3 separate regions of the Mus musculus genome follow, and regions 2 and 3 are each linked to region 1. Evidence: chromatin contacts called from public promoter capture Hi-C data. All regions are on one chromosome and are shown on one strand. The core of a region is the stretch at or near the end of the contact, and the rest is flanking DNA. Distances in the headings are between cores, read along the strand shown.

Region 1 (3,036 bases), core at 198-2,697:
TAGATGCAGAAATCCTGTTCTCTTTGATACTTGTGGTTTTTGAACTTAGTGACAAAGCATATGGAAGTTAATGTGTTCTTTGCATACCTTTGCACACCTCAGTGACATACTTCCTCCTGATACTTTCAAGCCGTTCTGCTCCCAGGTGACCAACCATTTAAATAAATGAAACTATGGAGGCCATTCTTTGTTTTTGTTTTTTCTTTTGGTTATTTTGAGACAGGGTTTCTCTGTGTAGTCCTGGCTGTCCTGGAACTCACTTTGTAGACCAGGCTGGCCTCGAACTCAGAAATCCACCTGCCTCTGCCTCCTGAGTGCTGGGATTAAAGGCGTGGGCCACCAGGCCTGGCCACATGGAGGCCATTTTTATTCAAACGACCACAAGTGTTATCTCCTATTTTTCCTTTCCTTGTTGAAGCCATTCCTCTCACACTAATTCCAGGGTCTCTGTTTGCCTTAGGCCCTTTGTTTTTTGCCACCTGCTCCTGTCTGGAATACTCTTGTGCAAGCCAGGTTTCTTCACCTTATCAGCAGAGCCCTTGCTCAATCAGCACAAATCCTTTACACTCGCCTTATTTTTACTCCAAAGCATTTATCATTTCCCCCGACATACTCTCCATGTTCATCCTCTAAACTGTCAACTTCTTGAAGGCAGAGAGTTTCTTTGTTCTCCTGCAGGAACCCCAACGTTTCTATCTTAACACGAAAGTCAGAAGAGATTTTGAAGGAATTGATGAAAAACGCTTTTCTGTGAATTTAAAAACTCACCCAAATAAATTTCCTGTATAACTACGGTCTAGGACGGGCTTGTGAGACTCACATTAAAACAGCTGTTGCACTTACATCATTTCCCCTCCCCCATTTCTTTTTGGAGGCAAGGTCTCCCTATGAAGCCTGATGCTTAAGCTGGCCAGGAACTCAGCAGTCTCCCTGCAGGTGACTACAGGTGGGCACTATATCAAGTTACACTTGTTCTGGCAGCACTGGCTAAATGAAGGTCTGATGGCAGCCTGAGGCGGAGAGGCCCGATACCAACAAAACAAAACCCTTTCATAAAGCTTCTAAGATTGAGGTGGTGAGGACAGTCAGCTGGCCCACCCGGGGACGCCGAGTGAGATTCTCGGGATATAATATTGGTTAGAAACATGGTCTCCCAAACTGGCACATCAGCCGCAGGGACTTTTCAACATTCATCTGGTTTTCAACTTCCTGATTCTGTTTTGGGGTGTGGCCCTGGCATCTCTGTTTAGAAAAAAGCTCATTTGATTGGCTTTCAGGTATGTAGCAACGTTGGAGAATCACCTTAAGAAGCTAAAAATAGCTATTAGAAGACTTCTGTCTCACCGCAGGAGCCTATATCTGGAGACTTTTGGGGTGTGTGTGTACGTGGTGGGGGGAACTCTGCGCAGCCGCTCTCGGGTGTCACAGCCCTCTAGAGAACGCGGTCCAGCAACACCCAGCGAAGACCCAGGTGGTCCGCACCTCCTCGGTAGGAGGCCTCCGCGACCAAGCGCGCGACAGGTGAAGCTTCCGCGGTGGCGCGCCCGTCGCTGGGGATGGCGTCGCCGTGGAGACGCTCGCTCGGGGGCGAACGCAAGCCGGCCTCCTACTCCTGCATGTTTTCCCTCCCTTCTTCCCGCACCACCGCGGCTTCGGCGCTAGCAGCCACATCATAGAGACCCAGTTCCACCAGCTCCTACCGAGCTACACAACTCCAGCCGGGTGGCAACAGACCACACCGAGGCGCGGAGCTGCATCGCGGTCTGTCCCGCGAGCGCGCGCGGCCGGAGTTCCCGCCTCCCTCCGGAGGACGTCGGTGCGTACGTGCGCGTGCCCACCCCTCCCGCCCCGCGACGCGAGGGCGGGGGCGCCGCGTGCGCGCGCGCTCTCGTGCGTTCGCTCGCTCGCTCGCTCGCTACTTCGCTCGCTCTCGGCGGCCGCTCTTGCTGTGGCTGCGGCTGAGGCTGGGGGCGGCGGCGGCGGCGCGAGCGGCGGGCGGCGCGGGGCGGTCCGGCGGGTTCAAAGAGGAAAACATGGCGGAAAACAAAGGCGGCGGTGAGGCAGAGAGTGGCGGCGGGGGCAGCGGTAGCGCGCCGGTAACCGCCGGGGCCGCCGGGCCCACGGCGCAGGAGGCGGAGCCGCCTCTCGCCGCGGTGCTGGTGGAGGAGGAGGAGGAGGAAGGCGGCAGGGCTGGCGCGGAGGGCGGTGCGGCTGGGCCCGACGACGGGGGGGTGGCCGCGGCCTCCTCAAGCTCGGCCCCGGCCGCCTCGGTCCCCGCGGCCTCAGTGGGCTCCGCGGTCCCCGGAGGCGCGGCATCGACGCCGGCTCCAGCTGCTGCCCCAGCCCCGGCCCCGGCCCCGGCCCCGGCCCCGGCCCCCGCTCCCGCCCCGGCTCCTGGTTCCTCGTCGGGGCCACCTCTCGGACCACCAGCCTCGCTTCTGGACACCTGCGCGGTGTGTCAGCAGAGCTTGCAGAGCCGGCGCGAGGCGGAGCCCAAGCTGCTCCCCTGCCTGCACTCCTTCTGCCTGCGCTGTCTGCCGGAGCCGGAGCGCCAGCTCAGCGTGCCCATCCCTGGGGGCAGCAACGGTGACGTCCAGCAAGGTGAGCAGCAGGCCGCACCCGGGAGAATCTGGTGTGGCGGCTTGGGGTGCCGAGGGTGCTCGGACGGTGCAGTGCAGAGAGGTCTCCGAGACGAAAGCTACGGCCCCGGGGACGGTTACCAGAGAAGCTGCACCGCCGGAGATATGGGGAGAGAGAAGGGAGGGGTGCCGGCTGCGAGGGGCTGGGGGAGGGGATGCTGAGAGGGAGGTTTGAGGCGCTTCTGCAGAGGGTGGACTAAAGAGACAGAAAAGGGGTGTACCGAACCCTCCGTGAGAAGTGAGTTGGGGTGGGAAGGCCTGGTCCGACAGTGTTGATAGCTAGGGGTTGGAATGGATTGCTTATTGGCCTGTTCGGTTAAGAGAAAGAGCTACCGATTAAATGGTAATAAAAGACATTGGAGTCCTTGGGTTAGAAGAAGGCACTAGGGTGACATTG
Region 2 (3,036 bases), core at 355-2,854, 1.4 Mb after region 1:
CCTCTGCCTCCTGAGTGCTGGGGCACACAGGGCCTCTTTTCAATCTCTGGTTCTTCATCCACAAAACTAAGTAGAGGGCCTATTTCGGAGGATTAGGAAAACCAGTGTAGGTAGGGAGAGGTCGAAGAGCAAATGGCGGGGAGGGCAGGATCTTGGTATGCAGTAAGAGCCTTGGAAGCCAGAAGGCCTGACTTTAAAAAATATTCTCACTGGGTGTGATGGAGCACATGCCTTTAATAGCAGCACTGAAGCAAAACCAGGCGGATCTCTTGAGTTTGAGGCCAGTCTAATCAACGTTACAAGTTTCAGGCCAGCCAAGAGAATACATAATAAGGCCATGTCTCAAAACACAAAATTAAACAAATAATCTTAGCGGTAGGGAGACAGAGGCGGGTTGATTTTTTTTTTTTTTTCATGTTTGCTCTCTTAGTTCGAAGCCAGCCTGATCTACATGATGAGTTCCAGGCCAGGTGGAGCTATACACACACACGAGGCTATCTCAAAAAAAAAAAAAAAAAAAAAAAAAAAAAACAAGAAATCAAAAACAACCAACCAAATACCCATCTCGTAATAATAAAAATATCAAGGGTCCTGGCCATCAAGAGTACTCACTAGTTTACCACTTCAAGACACTTTGGAATCTGGGCTTGGTGAAGAACCGAAAATGGCTCTTGTGACACCAGGCTCTGTGGCTTTGACTTTAAATGTTGGCGACTTCCTAGCCTGGTGACTTCTGCCAGTTAACCTCGTGAAGCCCGGGGTTCCTTAGTTACAAGATCTTCTTGGCACCTAATACGGTTGTGAAGATCATACAAGATAATTCTGGTACAGTGCTTACTTAGCATGCAACTGTCCTAATCCCACTAGCCATAATCCCGACCCGTCCCCCAAATCCAGTGTTCATAAACTTCTGGCCTAAGAGCATGCTCATATCAGCGTTTCCAACGTACACACTCTCTGCCCCGGGGCCAGTTTCTCCTGACCGGCTTGTCCTTAAACTAAGCGTTCATCAAATGCCACAGGTCAGGCTCTGTGACGAGATACTTGCGTAAAATCGCACATTAAACTTCCTAACGCCTCCATAGTGGCTGATGTAGCGCAAGGAAACAGGCCCGGAGGGTTCCAGCAACTTCCCAGGGTCCCCGAGCCCGGGTTCCAGGCCCACATCGGAGTCTACCAGTGTCCGTCCATTCAAAATGCTGTTCAGTCCCCGGACTCCGACGGTCCATCGCCTTCGCCCTCTGCACCTCAGGGTCCGCCCTCAGGGCAGTTTTTTTTTCCCCTTTTCTCCTCCAGAGCCTGAGGGGTGAGGCCCACGATGGCGTCCCCGGCACGCGCCAAAAGAAGCTACCCCCTCAGAGCGCTGATAAGGATGTGCGGGGTCTCCGGGCCGCGGCGCCGGGTCACGTGGCGGGAAGGGGGGCGCCGGCGCGCGCGCCCGAGCGAGCGAGCGGGCACGCGCAGCCCGCAGCGTGTGGAGGCGCGAGATGCCGAGCTGGGAGTATGTATGGCAGGGAGGGGGCGGCGGCCGGGAAGGCCGACTCCACCCCCTGTGCGCATGCTCCGGCCCCCGCGGGTTATAAGGCAGCCGCGCCTGCCCCGCCAGACAAAGTGGCGAGCTGCGACGTGACTGGTCGGTCGTGTAGGTGCAGCAGCCAAGGAGCCCGGCGGCGGGCAGGGGACACGAGCGGGACCCCCCCGGCTCCGAGGAACTGCGGCCCGCGCCGCCGCGTCACGCATACTCCGGGCGCCGCGAGACACACATAACGGTTAGTCCGGGCTGAGCGGGCAGCGCGCGGCACGGAATCCGCGGTGCCCTTGGTGCCCCGGTGGGGTCGCGGAGCCCCGCGGGCACGCGGGGACTTTCCTCCCTGGGGCAAGGGTCGGGGCGAGCGACGCGGCATCCTGGGCGCGCGGAGCCGCGTGGCCCGGAACGTGGCGTGGGTGAAGGGGACCTTGAGGCGCTGGGCACAGCGTCTCTCCCGGCCGAGCTGCGGGCCCGTGGTCAGGTGGCGGCCGCCGGGCTGCGGGAGTCGGGTCATGGTGCCCGGTGACCTTGGGGGAGACGCTTCCAGCGCTGCCTACTCTAGGCGCCTGGAGAGATGCTTAGGTCGGGAAGAGGGACGACCTGAGGCCGCTTCACGTGGTGCACTCCTGCCGCCTTCTGCTGGGGCGGGAGTTACTTAGGACTCGTGGCATACCCGCCCAGCCTCCCCGGTCTGCCAATCGGTGTCCCACCAGGTGACTTGCTAGAGTGGTGTGAGGAATGTGAGGAGCTGCATTGCGGACCGCCGGTACAAGACTACGGGGTTCGAGTGAACTTTGAGGAAGGGGCTCTTTATGGTCCAACCTGTGGCTTCGGCGCGTCTGCCGCGGGCACGGGGTCCCAAGGCATCCCTGTGGAGCAGATTTAAACGTCCTTATATTTGGTCAGAGCACACTTTCTGGGCCAAGTACATCCCTTTGCCGAGTACATTTTAGCTTTTCTTTATGATGGCGTTTTTGGTGCAACCAGCAGTTACGAAAACTAGCGTCTGATCACTCAACCAGGAAACGCACGTGTTACTACTTCAGTCTTTTCCCGTTTTCCAGTGGCTCATTATAAACTGGCGGGCTACTGCTAGTAGTTACACAGTGACAAACTACTTTTGTTTTTTTTTACCCATAACTAATTTTGAAATCTTAAGGCGTCATTCCGCTTAGGCTCGGGGTGTGTTGCTCAGTGGCATGAGTACCTACCTGCCTGGCCTACCATGCCTGAGGCTCCAAAGTTTGATCGTCGGCATTGAAAAAAAATTACTTTGGTTTTAAATGAGTATATGCTGATGTGTGAGATTAGTAATTGTACGAGAGTTTGGGAAAGGGTGGATGGGAATTAAATCAAGCAGGGTGGGTTTTTGTTCTCGTGTTTTGCTTGTTTTTCTCAGCTGAATAAGAGACTCTTGAATTTATTTATTCATCATTCATTTATTTTAATTAAGTGGTAAATGGTGCTTCTAAGTCCAAGTCTTCGGGGATGTGTATGTGTGTGTGTGT
Region 3 (3,036 bases), core at 359-2,858, 1.1 Mb before region 1:
CATTTTACTTACAAATGAAGTTGCCACCAAGTGACACTGTCAGCAACTGCATCCCTGAAAATTTCACACTGGGAGTTTTGGCTATTCATAGTGGGAGTCGCCAACCTTTAGAAATGCTAAATGCTCCTGGATATTGCTTTGAAATGTAGAATAAAACAGTTTCCTCCCACACATCAAAGCCCCAACCATATCACACTGATTTAATTCAATTCTAAAAACTCTAATTAGTGGTTACATAAAATGGCTAATTATGCCTCCCTGGGCTCCGACGGTTTCTGCCATGGCACTTACAGAGCCTAGGAGCTGTGTAATCAACACGCCCACTAGAAGGAGAAGGCTAATTAGTATTGTTGATTGGTGACATAACTTATAATATTTTTTCAGCAAACCCCGTAAAACGTATAAACACGTCAGTGAAAACACTAGTCTTCACAGCTAACTTTTGGAATTCGCCTGTAAGGGCGCGCGCACTCCTGACCACAGTCCCCTCAAACGGGTTCAAACTAACGCACGCACCAACCACACAACCATGCCAATAAAGACCCCTGCCACCCCTCCATGAACTTCAGAAGGAGCTCATCTTCGCGATCTGGGCATCACACCCGGTTTGGAGACATGAAAATTGAGATTGCCCGGCTCCGACTCTCCTCTCCTCATCACTTAGCCCACCAGGCTACGGCTCCGCCCCCACTCCTGCTTCCACCACCGACGCTTTTAAATTTTTATAAAGCTTCACACTTCTCTGGGCGCGCTGCTCGGGGCAGTTCAATGGCTGCAGGATGAAATAAGGTTCGACTGGTGTCTAAGGCTGCCCGAGTGCGGCGAGGTTGCCCAGGACAGGGACTCCTCCTTTGGCTGGGACTGGCTGCTCGCCTCTGCTCCGCCCCGGCGCTTTTGAAAGTAAACTACCTGCCTGTTGCGCTCCGCGATGCGCAACTGGCCGCGCCCCCCAGGCCTCCCGGGCTGCGGTTTTGTAAGCGAAGTGAGAAACACGAGCCAGCTCCGTTCCTGTGCTGGAAAACCGGCCAGTTGACCCCGGGTCCTGGCGGGGACCCCCATCGCGTTCTGCCCTGCAAGGCGCGTCCAGCCACTGGTTGCCTCCGACACGCCGTCATTCCCTGGCCACCACCCGGCACGCGCACTCAGGGGCGCACTCCGAAGGCCAGACAAGGCAAAGAAGTCCGAGGTAGCGCAGGCTGCCCCAGGACTCCGAGCACTGGAATGGAGCGGAGAGAGCCCGGGGCAGGGATGGAAGGACCCGCGTCTCGGGGAGCTCGACCCGGAGGAACCCAGGGGTCTCCCGGTCCGAGGGCCCGGACCCCAGTCGGACTGCTGGGGAGCAGGGACACCCGCAGTTGGCCTGACCTCCCACCCAGCTCAGTCTCGAGCCGCCGCGCCGCGCCGCGCCCGCCTCTCCCGGGACTCACCCCGGCGCCGGCCCGTCGCGCTCCACGCCCGCGCTCTCGGCTGCAGCGCCCGGGCTCCGCGGCCTGCGCTGGGCTGCAGTGGAGGCACAGCCCCGCCGCGGCCGCTGGTCTCTGCTGCTTTCCGCTTCCTGTCCCGGCGCCGCCCCGCAGCCCCAGCCCAGCCCTGCTAGCCCGGCGCGGCCGCCAGCCAAGAGCTGCGAGCGCTGCGGGCCCCGCTGCCGGCCCGGCCCACCTGCAGCGGAGGGCGGGGCACGGGGACACACACACACACACACACACACACACACACACACACACACACACACACACACGGCCTGGCCAGGGACTGACATCTCCCCTCCCAAGTGGACCCACTAGCACACAGCCTAACAAATCTCATCCTGAACACACACACACACACACACACACACACACACACACACACACACACGGCCTGGCCAGGGACTGACATCTCCCCTCCCAAGTGGACCCACTAGCACACAGCCTAACAAATTTCATCCTGAATTCCTGAATACATGACGCAGGGGTTGATGTCTCTCCACCCAGCACCCCAACATACCCCCAAGATCACACACGCACGCGCACACACACACACACTTACAATTGTGCATAAAATCCAAGCCCTCATTGTTTGCCATCATTAAAAGCTCCAACCCGCATATCCACATGGCTCAAGAACCAATTTCTACCCCTCCCCCAACTCATACATTTTTCAGCACACATAATACACTTAAACTCCAATGTAGCTCAAGAGATGACCCAGCCCGTAACCACCAACGCCCACAGTCCTACAGCAGCTTCTCCCCGCTCCTCTTCTACCAGAGCAGACATGCCTGCCTACTGGAAACTACCAGGAGAGCGCATCTCTGAAGGCAGGGAGCCAAAAGTTCCAGACCGATTGAGACCACTTCCCTCGCTAAGCTTCCTTTCCCTGTCTGGATAGTGGTGAGGACTCTAATGTCCTTGAAGGGTTGAAATTCTAGTATTAGAAAGTGCAGAACAGTTGGCAACTGTTTTTGTGAATATTCTCACCCTTCTTTCTTAGTCGTCATAGAATCCATGCCCAGAATGACAGATCTATAGCTGCCATGACAAAATGCTCCCGCGAAGGCACGCACAGCGGGAAGTGCTGAATCTGCAGTTTGTTTGCAGGAATGCTGGGGGTGATTTGCCTTGCGAAAATGCAGGCTCTTTGTGAAGTAGCCTTGTTTGGGAACCTGTAGCCTCAGGAAGTCCTTACTGTCTGCTTTTTCCTAACTCCTCTATATTCCATTTTCTCCACCATCCAGGCCACGTCCTTCTAAGTACACCCAGATGTTCACGGTGGCAGGACGATGTTCCACACTCCTAGCCTCCAGACTCCAATGACCCCACCATCTGCATGTACCTGAACTGCAGCCTCTAAATGACTCCGGAGAGCAGATCTAGAGTCCAGCATCCCGTTTCCTCGGGTAAATCCAGCTGTCTGCCCGGCATGCTTAGCTGCTAAGGTGGGAAAGCCAAAGAAGTCTGGAAACGGAGTCCCATTCACCTTACCACTTAGAACCTTCACACGTAAAGCAGAGCAAGACATCCCAGTTCAAGTGTGAGGTTCTCCAGGAGTCCTGTG

What was found. Promoter capture Hi-C pulls out the DNA fragments that hold promoters and counts their contacts.
Region 2: a contact with region 1 is called in a promoter capture Hi-C map of pre-B cells, with 4 times the contacts expected there. The contact joins the promoter of Slc16a1 here to the promoter of Trim33 in region 1. A contact is called at or near these places in 1 of 39 promoter capture datasets (pre-B cells) and 1 of 115 datasets of contacts at active chromatin or transcription factors (large pre-B cells).
Region 3: a promoter capture Hi-C map of stem cell-derived epiblast-like cells shows a contact between it and region 1, with 2.6 times the contacts expected there. The contact joins the promoter of Vangl1 here to the promoter of Trim33 in region 1. A contact is called at or near these places in 5 of 39 promoter capture datasets (cranial neural crest, hippocampal neurons, liver and 1 more).

What each region holds. Positions count from the first base shown.
Region 1 is chr3:103,277,846-103,280,881 of GRCm38.p6, forward strand. Trim33 (tripartite motif-containing 33) reads left to right here and starts at 1,448. Exons shown (of 20, transcript NM_053170.3): 1 at 1,448-2,601. The coding sequence starts at 2,034.
Region 2 is chr3:104,637,060-104,640,095 of GRCm38.p6, forward strand. It overlaps Slc16a1 (solute carrier family 16 (monocarboxylic acid transporters), member 1), which reads left to right and starts at 1,605. Exons shown (of 5, transcript NM_009196.4): 1 at 1,605-1,769.
Region 3 is chr3:102,203,085-102,206,120 of GRCm38.p6, forward strand. It overlaps Vangl1 (VANGL planar cell polarity 1), which reads right to left and starts at 1,609. Exons shown (of 8, transcript NM_177545.5): 1 at 1,428-1,609. Gm16160 (a long non-coding RNA gene) reads left to right here and starts at 756. Exons shown (of 3, transcript XR_375921.3): 1 at 756-1,186; 2 at 2,717-3,036.